Linked DNA regions of Mus musculus: regions 1 and 3 are each linked to region 2. A link is a contact called in public promoter capture Hi-C data. All regions are on one chromosome and are shown on one strand. The core of a region is the stretch at or near the end of the contact, and the rest is flanking DNA. Distances in the headings are between cores, read along the strand shown.

Region 1 (3,182 bases), core at 61-2,560, 2.6 Mb after region 2:
GTAAGACAAGTGGGAGTGAGTCAACTTTACACACAGCACAAGTAGTTCCCACAGAGCAGGGCTGCCCAAGGTAACACACCAGGCCTGAGGCTGAGTCAGAATCCTCTAGCTCCAAGACCGGGAGTCCAAGCCTGGACCCACAAAGATGGCGATTACACACACACACACACACACACACACACACACACACACGCACGCACACACCTAGTAACAGGCAGAACTAGAACTTGGACACAGAGAGGTAAGCTATGAGGAGGTGCAACCCAAGAGAAAGAAAGTGGGCAGTAGAGGACTTTCCTGTGTTCTGTGGGCACTATGCCCCTTACTGGACAGAACAAAACCAGTTACACTGAAAAGACCAGTTGGAAGCTATTTTCCATGATTACACCTCTTCTCCCACAGTGACTCTCATGCTTCCTTTTGTCCAGACACAGGTTTTGAAAACACCCTCTCCTACAGTTCAAGGCATCCCTCCCTAGCTAGGATCCCAGGATACCTCATGGGATTTCTCCTCGTTCTCAGTAGCCGCGATGCTTTGACTGTCTGCAGACATCTTCCACTTCAGAGCCAGGAAAAACAGCAAATGGTTCTTTCCCTTGCTAGTCGAGCCCCGTCCAGGTTTTAGCCAAGAACCTGGAAAAGAGGAAAGTAATCACTACCGTAGGAACACTTCCAAAGTGTCCAGCACTCCCCATGCCTGACCACAGTGCATACGAAGTCTGCCAGCCCCTACGGTGCCCCGCGGTGAATGATATTTTCTGGTTTCTCGGAAAGGAATGGTATTGTCCCCTTTGTCACTGAAGCAAGAGCCCTAAATCTCAGTGAAGCCAGGTGATGGCAAGTGAGGGCTGAATCAGGGCTTCTTGTCAATGAGGTGCAGAAACTTCTGCGGAGAGCCTGCCAAGGAGGCGCCAGTGCGTTGATGCCTGCTGTGTGCCCCAGCCGGACACAGAGCTTCGCCTGAAACCCACAAATTAGCTGCCACCGTCAGCCGTTCTCTCAAAGCTGCAGCTTCCCACCTGGGAACGATCATCGTGGTCGTGGTCTGGGTGGTACGTGTCCTCATCTTCCCAATCCTGGGTCCAGCCCCTTCATTATCGCTTGCCAGCATTCCACCTTTGACCCTGCCCCCTTCTGCAAGCTGACTGCACGAGCCGATTTCCATGTGCCTTCCCTAGCATCCCCTTCACACAAGGAGGAAACAAAGGAGACCCGGGGGTGAAGGTGGGAATGGAGACCCCCTCCCTAGAGTGAAACCAGTGTCTGCAGCCAGAACAGAACGGATGGAGAAGCCCGGTGGAGGCTGGGATTAGGGACAACAGGAAGTTCCTTCCAGATCCCATTCCCCAACTCAGCTGTAGCTTTACAGAGTTCCCAGATTTGAGGGTTCCGGTCCTGGGGTCCCTTGCCTCTGCTGCACCTGCTTTTGGCTTGGGAGAAAGTGTCAGTGCTGGCTCTCAACGCTTACTATACCCAACGGTATCTATAAACACGAAACAGAAAAAACGGAAGATGCTCTGAGCCTTGTGGCACATGCCTTTAATCCCAGCACTCGAGTGGCAGAGGTAGGCAGATCCTTGAATCCTTGAGTTCGAGGCCAGCCTCGGCTACAGGGCGAGTTCCAAGACAGCACAGAGAAACTGTCTCAAAAACAAAACATAATTTCTGGTGTTTTGTGACTCAAAGACAGCACTGTAGTCATCATAACGGAGCAGCATTATTGCGCTGAATGGAAGGAGCAGAGCCATTCTCTCTCGCACACCACACCCACACATCAGAAGGTCTTTTACTCCTCTGGAGCACTTTGGACCCTCCCAAACTGGCAGAGTGCTCCATCCCTGAGTGCACTTAGGAAACAGGATGAGACTCTCTGTAGCCCACCCTGATGCCTACCTGTCTACAAGATGGGAGAGGAATTGGATTTTAAAAGAATCATTTAGGCTCGATAATAGAGGCGTATGGAGACTGACCCAGGGTGAATTTGAGAGAGGGGGAGGTATGGGGGATGAGTATAGTTCAACTACATTGTACAGAACTCTGAAGAACTAGATAAGATATCATGGATTTGTTGTCTCCGCTATGTAGCCCTAGCTTCCCTGGAACTCACTATATAGACCATGCTGTCCTCTAACTCTCAGAGATCTGAAGATACTATGGTTTTTAAAAGACAGAGAGTGGGGTGGAGGGGTGGAGTGATGGCTCAGAGGTTTAGAGCATTGGCTGCTCTTCCAGAAGACTTATGTTCAATCTCTAGCACCCACGTGGTGGTATTCCTAGCAGATCTGACACCCTCTTCTGAATTCCAAGTGTCTTGCACCCACATGCCACACAGACATATATACAACAAAATATAATAACTTTTAAATAGGGGCTGATTCAGTTGTCCAAGATCCTGATGCTACCTTCAGACCTGGGGAACTAAGGCTCTAAGGGGGAAGAAAGTGACTGTGCTTCTCATTCCATCCAGAACAGGTCATAGCAGTGTTAGGAGAGGGGTGGAGTCTTAGCCTGAGAACACTTCCTGGGGCGGAATGGTCTGCAGGAATTCATCCTGTGCCTGCTGGCTACAGCTCATCACTCATCGAGTCTTTTGAGACTGGATCTTTCATTCCAAAAGGCAAATACTAGTGGCTGAACAGTGGTTTGATCCTATAATCTCAGAAGTGATCAGGAGGCTGAGGCAGAGGAGTACAAAAAGTGAAGCCAGGCAGAGAGGGCTACATAATTCACAGAAACTAGGGCTACGTGGCAAGAAATTGTCTTTAAAATTTAACAACAAAAAGGAGCAACCCTAGTTCCCTGCACAAGTTCATGAAAGAGTAGTAAACTCAATGCTCCAAGGTATGCTAATCATAAAACAGATTCCTTCCTCCACCCACCCGCTTCCTGGGTTCAAAGAGTATTCATTCAAAGAAAGTCACCCTGACCCACCCTGACCACTACTGGAACCCACTATGCAAAGGTGCTATTGCTAGGGGCTCTTAGATTGTTAGGGGCTCTTAGAAACTGTCTTGAGAGATAACCTGACACTTGTGACTTTGTACTTCCTTGTGACTCTTAACTGGTATTTTTGGTATTTTCCAACAACGCCCTTCCCACCTCCTTGAGTTGTGGTTTTTTCCTTTAAATACCCCCTTACCCAGCTACTCGGGGCGCCACGGTCCTCTACCTCTACCTCTTTT
Region 2 (3,687 bases), core at 245-2,744:
GGAGTTTCCTTTCTCTGTGATACCTTCAGCTTGTGTCAAGTTGACACACAAAACCAGCCAGTACAGGACCCTAGGCACATATTCATGAGATAAAAGAATCCTTATGGAAATGGTTCACCTTCTAGTGGTTCTCAAGAGCAATACCATATTTTAAATATCTTTGTTTCCTCTTCTCTTTTTCTTACCTCTGCTTCAGATTTAGGGGGGCAACCTGCCCAAGGACATGGCATTTTGAAGGACATTTGCAGAGAGGATGTCCAGACTCTGAGCAACTGCTTTCAATAGGATGAATAGCAAATGACTTTCTACTAACATAATGCATATATTAAAATGTTCAGCAGGAAGTAGTAGGGATCATGAGACAGTAGTGTAGGGTGAAATGATTACTATTCATTATATATTTAAAAGTATGTATCTGAAAGTACTTTGCAATGGTGAAGTACCAGGGAAACTCAGTGCATCTCATTATTCTATACTGGTGATAGTTTGTTGAATTCTATGTGTACTTCCTTTGGAAATGTTTGATGAACTGTAGATATGCTACATGGTGGAAATGAGAAGAAATATTTTTCATTAGCCATTCCTCAAATTATTCCCGCTGACCTTTGACAGTTACATCTGCAGACTGCTGTCACAAACATCCTTTAGAACACATGTACTTGTATGCAAGAGTTTGTTTCTATTTAAAGTAGATACAGTAAGAACTTTCAATGAGAATGCCAAAATAGCTTATATGCTGTTTCAAACTTTCAAGCCAAAAAGCACTTAAAATATTTTTAAATTGTTATTTTTATTACAAAGAGAAAAGTTGGCACTTAAAAAAAGAATCGATCTTCAATGCCAATCGTTCATGACCTTTGTGAATGCAATTCTCTTTTGTAACAGAAAATATAACTTTTAAAATAGGTAATTGTTTTTATATATAAAACTCTTCGAATTAAAAATAAAATCAATGCTTGCTTATATTCACCATCGTCCCCGACTCTCCTACCTATGCATGGTTACTGATTGACAATGCTCAGGAGCCCTGCTCCTTAGAGCTAGGAACCTGTGGGAGAATAAGGAGGGACTGAGAACTGTGCACCAAGAACACAACCTACTCTGAATCCCCTTGTAGAGCCAGACCCATGCCCACTTGTACTTGAGCACTATCCTACTCTCCAATGCATCCCCACACTCCCTTCTAGTCCATTATTTGGTTTGACCCTCCACCCCCACCCCGCTGTTTTCCGAAACAGTTCTAAGCCCTCACCACGCCATTCTCAGCATTCAGGTCCTCTCTAGCCCATAAACATTTCTTTAAATACTGTCCCCTCCAAGCAACAGTTTCCTGTTCCAAGTCCCACTAGCACGCAGTGGCCAGCATGCCCTAAAATTTCCTTCTCAGAGCAGCTTCCTTTCTAGGTACCGCCCCTTGTTAGCGTCAATCACTTGTTCTCTGGTCCCGCCTTATTTTACCCCGGATCTGACCGCGAATGCTGAATGCACTCCTGCGCAGCGACCCGGAAGCGGTTTTGCTCTGCATAAATTTTGTAGCTGGGTGAGTTTTCCCAGATTCTTTAGGCCGGTTGCTGGCACTCAGAACCCGGACCTCTGCCCTGGAGTCCCCATCTTGTGTGCAAAGCTCCACTCGGTGACGCGGAGAGCTGCGAGACTGAGGAAGTAGGAACGTGGGAGAGAGAGATGGCAGCGGAGCCAGGGGAGGGGATGGAGCCAGGAAGGAGCGGGGGCACGGATTCAAAAGCTTCAGCGGTCGGGGAGGAGACATGACTATCGTTTGTGCGGGCAGTGCCAGGTGATGCGGTACTAGAGAGTGCCGCGGGTGACAGAATAGCAGAGGAGCAGCTTGCCGCGGCGCCTGGTGGAAAGGAAAAAGAAAGCAGGGTCTGGAGATGCTGGCAAGAGTGGAGAGGAGGGTGAGAGAACAGCTAAACTGCCATAATGTGTGACAGAAAGAAAAGCAGGCGATGGAAGCGAAAGGGAAAGTATCTGGGGAGAACTTCCAAGACCAAGTTCTCAGACCAAGTTCTCAGCACAAAGATTTATTTGTCTTAGAGGTACAGAAGGCCCGGATAAAGGTCAGAGACAGGAGATAGAGGAAGAAGGGGAAGGGAACAAAGAAGAGGGCAGAAAGGGGCAAGAGAGAGGGGTTAGGAGTATTTGTCCAGAAGTGGGACAAATGACTGTTTCTAGATAGAGAGGAGACAGATGTGACCCATAGGCAAATGGCGGCTTATAGAGGTAAAATGAGAATCCCCTTATTAGGACGAGGTGTTTAGCTGGCACATTAATTAGGTGAGCCAGAGGTGCCTTTCGGTTGCCAGACTTCAATGCTTTGATAGCTGGGCCTTCATAGTAAGTGTCAGGAGGAGGAATTGGCCAAATAAAGGAATAGACTTTGGGTGTAGCTTTAGGAATGTAATCTGAGAGTTTTTAGCAAGGCAGAGAGAGGAAAGGGGCAAGGCCTACCAGAGTCATGGTCACCATGCTGGAGCTGGCAAAGTCCCTTCAGAAAGTGTGAATAAGATAGTGCAGAATGAGGGAGGGGCAGGCTGGATAAAGCAGAAGTTGATGGAATAGTAAGGTTATTATTACTGAGCTTGTCTTTGTTGTTGAAATAAAAAAACCCTTAATTTTTGTTTGAATTTTAGTGGTATGGAAGAGAGTTGCAAAACTTGATCTGATGGGCATTAACTGGTATTGTGTTAGGCATGGTGGCACAGATCAGTAATGCCAGCATGTGGGAAGAAAGCTGGGGTAGGAAAATGGAGACTTTAAAGGTGGCGTGGAATACTAAGACAAATAACTAAGACACTTTCTCAATGAATAAATACTGTTGGTGTTTACTGATCCTTTATAGTCCTTATACAGCCAGAACTAATGTGAGATTTTTTAGACAGTGTCACCCTTCTTTGACAGGGGTAATGTGTGGAGGAGCTGTGGGATTCTTCTAACCCCCTAACACTTAACTTTTAGCATAGAATGTGTTGCCTCCGGTCACAGTAAATGTGTGATGTTTTTTCTCCTTCAGGCACCAACTTAAGTACTTTAACTCATATCTTTTTTATTATTATTATTTTATAGACATTTTTATGAGATATTTTCTTTATTTACATTTCAAATGTTATCCCCTTTCTTAGTTTCCCCTCCGAAAATCCCCTATCTCCTCTCCCCTTCCCTTGCTCCCCAACCCACCTACTCCTGCTTCCTGTCCCTGGCATTCCCCTATACTGTGGCATAGAAGCTTCCCAGGACCAAGGGCCTCTTCTTCACACATGGTGGGACTCATGGCTCTAGCTATTTATTTAACTCATATCTTGCTCACTTCAAACGCCACCGTTTCTCACCACTGTACCCTTTCACTTCCAAGTCCCATGTCCTGAATATAACTTGCTATCACAAGTGCTGTTAATCTACTCACTCAGCAACAGATTGTCAGGGAAATCCTTTGGTTAGGTTTGCTCATTATGAGAAACAAGACAAAGGGAACAGGTGACCTTTTCAGAAGAATCTCCTGTACGTTTCAACATGTCATGTAGGGAAGCTGTCCACTTCTGAAGTGTTGGCTGAAGGTTCTGCTTATATTGATTTTGTCTATTTGGTTATATGTGTTTGTATGTACACATGTGTGCATTCTGAGTGTGTGCAGTGGCATTCCTTGTATTCCTGATCTTTCTGAGAAGGGAT
Region 3 (3,695 bases), core at 966-3,465, 2.7 Mb after region 2:
TCAACTGTCCCTCTGCTGCTGCTCCATGTCAACTTTCACTTTCTAAATCAAACTTTTGCTTTCTGGCCTTCTGTTTTTTGTTTTTGTTTTTGTTTTTTAAAAAAGACAGGGATGGTGAGATGGCTCAGTGGGTAAGAGCACCCGACTGCTCTTCCGAAGGTCTGGAGTTCAAATCCCAGCAACCATATGGTGGCTCACAACCATCCGTAACAAGATCTGACTCCTTATTCTGGAGTGTCTGAAGACAGCTACAGTCTACTTACACATAATAAATAAATAAATCTTTAAAAAAAAAAAAGACAGATAAGACCATGAACCTGGGCAGAAAAGCACAGATCTCTCTGGTCTGCCTCTCCTCTAACAAAAGCAGTTCACATATATTTTCTCAGTTGATGCTCGTTTCTTCCAGCAAGGAGGAGCTATTATTCATTTTACACATGTGGAGACTGGCAGAGCAACACTACAGCCTTTAGTTCCCTCACAGGATGTCTGTCCACTTACCTGTAACTGCTGTTAATCTATATTTACTAGGTGTCTAGTGCAGCCTTCTCTGCAGAGTGAGATGTTTTCTGATGTATGCCACTGAAATAAAATGCTTTTATTTCTCCCTGTAGCGCTGGGGATTGAACCAAGGGCTTCACACCTGCTAGCTGACAGCCTAGCCTTTCTACTTCTTCCCTAGTTTCTTTATGAGACAGGGTTCAAATTGATAAAACTGTGCCGGGTTTTGAGACAAAGTCTCACTATGTAGCCCAGGCTGGCCTAGAACTTCTGATATATATCAGGGTGGCCTCAAACTCAGAGATTACCCCTGCCTCAGCCTCCCCAGGTCTTCAGTGTTGGGATTACAGAGCTATACACCACTTTACCCAACTTTTACTTAGTGGTTTATCTGAGGACAGGCATCTTGTTTCGTTTTTTTGTTTTGTTTTGTTTTAATTGAGTTTTCTTTTTCTTTCTTTCTTTTTTTAAGATTTTATTTATTTTATGTATGTGAGTACACTGTAGTTGTCTTCAGGCACACCAGAAGAAGGCATTACAGATGGCTGTGAGCCACCATGTGGTTTCTGGGAATTGAATTCAGGACCTCTGGAAGAACAGTCAGTGCTCTTAACCACTGAGCCATCTCTCCAGCCCCAGGAATATTGTTATAGTACCCACTGGCCTCCAATTCCTAGGCTCATGTGACCTTTCTGCCTCAGCCGCCTCTGTGCTTGGGGTATAGACATGTACCAGTGCAGTTTTTTGTTTGTTTGTTTGTTTTGTTTTGTTTTGTTTTTTGTTACTGTGTGTGTGTTAGTGTGTTTTAATCATTATGAATTAGACTTTGAGGAATAAATGGTTGGAAGAAGGGGAGGCCTGTCCAGAAAACGGAGCTGGCAGAAAATAGCTCTAAATAGTTGGAGAGGGACCTGTCTAGGGTTCTCAACAAGGACTAGACCAAGTCACAACTGTTCTGGCTCTCAAAGTCACTAAAGCAAAGGGAAGGGCTTGGAGGTGGGCGGTACCCCAGCTCTTGATCTCAGGCTTAAGTAGGGCCTGGCCTTCCTTCCCACTGTTGTTCCAAGAGATTGCAGGAGCATTTTAGAGAGATTGGCTATAAAGCATGATTTTTCACTTCTAGTTGAAATCAATAAAGGTCCCTTTCTCCATGAAGCAAGCTCCACCCCACTTTGTTCTGTGCAGACCTTCTTTAAAGAAATTGTCCTAGGTTCCTCGGCTCCACGTTTAGAAGAAAAGTGACAACCCATCATGTACCAGAGGTTGTGAGGCCAGGAAGTGACTGAGAGGAGTCAGTTGAGCACAAGGTTCTGAGCTAAAGGATGTAAGAATCGGCCTCAGACAGCCTATTTACAAGGAGACTCCACCGTCTTAGAACAGGCGCTACCAATCGCTATCCTGGGATGATGAAGACCGGTGTCTGAATATGCATAAGATTATAAGTAGTGGGACATTCGCTTGTGCTGTCCCCAGTGGCAACTCCTTGAGGAGATGCCACTTGGCTGCAGGGCCCTTACCTGCCCCTTTTATGGACACGAATATTAAGGCAGCCAATAGAGAGCAGCTGGTGTGGGGACCATAGTGTGAAGGCCGACAAATACCGACAGAGAGGGGCCAAGGATCGTTCCCGCCGCAATAGGCCTCGAAGAGTTGCGTCTGCGCAGTGAGAGCGCTCCGGCAAACTTCGGAGGCGGGGAGACCTCGGTGCGCACGCAAGACGCGAGGCGGGGCCAATGCCCCGGGCGCTAGACCCGCTGCACCAGGCGGGGGCGGGACCACGGGCGAGCCTGGGCGGGGCCTCGAGGCCGGTTTGGAATTTTTGGCGCGAGCTGGCTCCGCGCGCGTTCACGGGCGGTTCCCCTTCTTGGAGGGTGCTTCGTCCCGGTGTCCAGAGGCCCCGCTGCCCGACCCCGGCCTGCCTGGCCTCTGTGAGGTCCCCAGCGGCCCCCGCCGACCCGGAACCTGGGACCTCGCTGCTGCGCCACGCTGCGCCACGCTGCGCCACGCCCAGCCTCCCCAGGTGAGCCCACACCCGGGTGAGATCTCCCGGTTGCGCCGCTCTTCCGCCGGCGCCCTGGCCCGCGCTCCTGCCGCGCTGCGCCCCGCGACTGCCCTCCGGCCTCTTCTCAGTATCCGGTCACCCCCCCACCCCCCTGCAGCAGCCCCACCCCTCCGTGTCTGTCACGGGCCGGACTAGCCCTCGGATGACTCCAGGTCAGCGCTGTCGCCCACGCCCCGCCTACTCCCGCGGGTCCCCTGTCCCTTCCCATTGGGCGCTCCTTTTCCAGCACTGCCTCTCTTTCTCCCGCGGCTCTCTGGGAAGAGCCCCTCCACCCCCGGGTGACAGCCTGTTTACGCAATGGTTTGTCAGAGTTCCCCCTCGCCTACCGAACGGATTCAGCAGTGGCCCTGCACGGGAGAAACTCACAGTCTAACGCTAGATGGTGGTCAACAGATGGGTACAGCTCAGTAAGAGGGTGAGGTCCCTGGAAACCCAGTGGCTCAGGGACACTCTGTACTCAGCCGGGACTCCACTACCAACCCTTCTCACCCCATAAAAGCTGTTTGACCAGGCCAGAGGTATTAGAATGTAAATGACCAGTGATGTTGAAATGAAAATGGCATTGAGAGGGAATGGTCTCTCTGGCTGAAACAGAAGGTGATGGACTCCCAGGTGCTAGGCATGGAGACTGTATTCCTTCTTCCTTTAAAAAAAAAAAGTTTTTACTCTTTTTAATGCATGTGTATTTTTGTCTGTTTGTGCCTAGTGCCCACATAGGTCAGAAAAGGGTGTCAGATCCCTTTGGAATTGGAGTTACAGACGCTTGTGTGTCAGGGAATCAAACCTGGTCCTTTGGAAGGGCAGCAAGTACTCTTACCTCCCCCACCCACGTCCCCTTCAAGACTGTAGGTTTAATTAACAAGCATGATCGTGGATCCTTACAGAAGACCTGGGATGGGATTTGTTTTTTTTTTTCTTAGGGTGGGCATCAAATGCAGGACGCTGATGGTGCCAGGCATGTACTCTATCACTAAGCTAAAGGCCACCTCTGGGATGGGATTCTTGAAGTAAATAGATCCATAACAAGAGGGCCTTCCAGCAAGCCTCTTAAGTACTTAACCTAAGTAGTAATTTGATCTAGCTACTACTAGAGGTTAGGTGTGGCTCCTTTGATACATTGTGGCTTCCCCTA

Evidence for each region. Promoter capture Hi-C pulls out the DNA fragments that hold promoters and counts their contacts.
Region 1: a contact with region 2 is called in a promoter capture Hi-C map of hippocampal neurons, with 8 times the contacts expected there. The contact joins the promoter of Zfp13 here to the promoter of Zfp160 in region 2.
Region 3: a contact with region 2 is called in a promoter capture Hi-C map of hippocampal neurons, with 6 times the contacts expected there. The contact joins the promoter of Pkmyt1 here to the promoter of Zfp160 in region 2.

Annotation. Positions count from the first base shown.
Region 1 is chr17:23,584,942-23,588,123 of GRCm38.p6, forward strand. Zfp13 (zinc finger protein 13) reads right to left here and starts at 1,311. Exons shown (of 6, transcript NM_001356268.1): 1 at 1,020-1,311; 2 at 497-633. The coding sequence starts at 553.
Region 2 is chr17:21,007,447-21,011,133 of GRCm38.p6, forward strand. Zfp160 (zinc finger protein 160) reads left to right here and starts at 1,495. Exons shown (of 5, transcript NM_145483.2): 1 at 1,495-1,540.
Region 3 is chr17:23,724,121-23,727,815 of GRCm38.p6, forward strand. Pkmyt1 (protein kinase, membrane associated tyrosine/threonine 1) reads left to right here and starts at 2,216. Exons shown (of 8, transcript NM_023058.3): 1 at 2,216-2,521. 1520401A03Rik (elastin) reads right to left here and starts at 2,331. Exons shown (of 41, transcript XM_017317755.2): 1 at 2,019-2,331.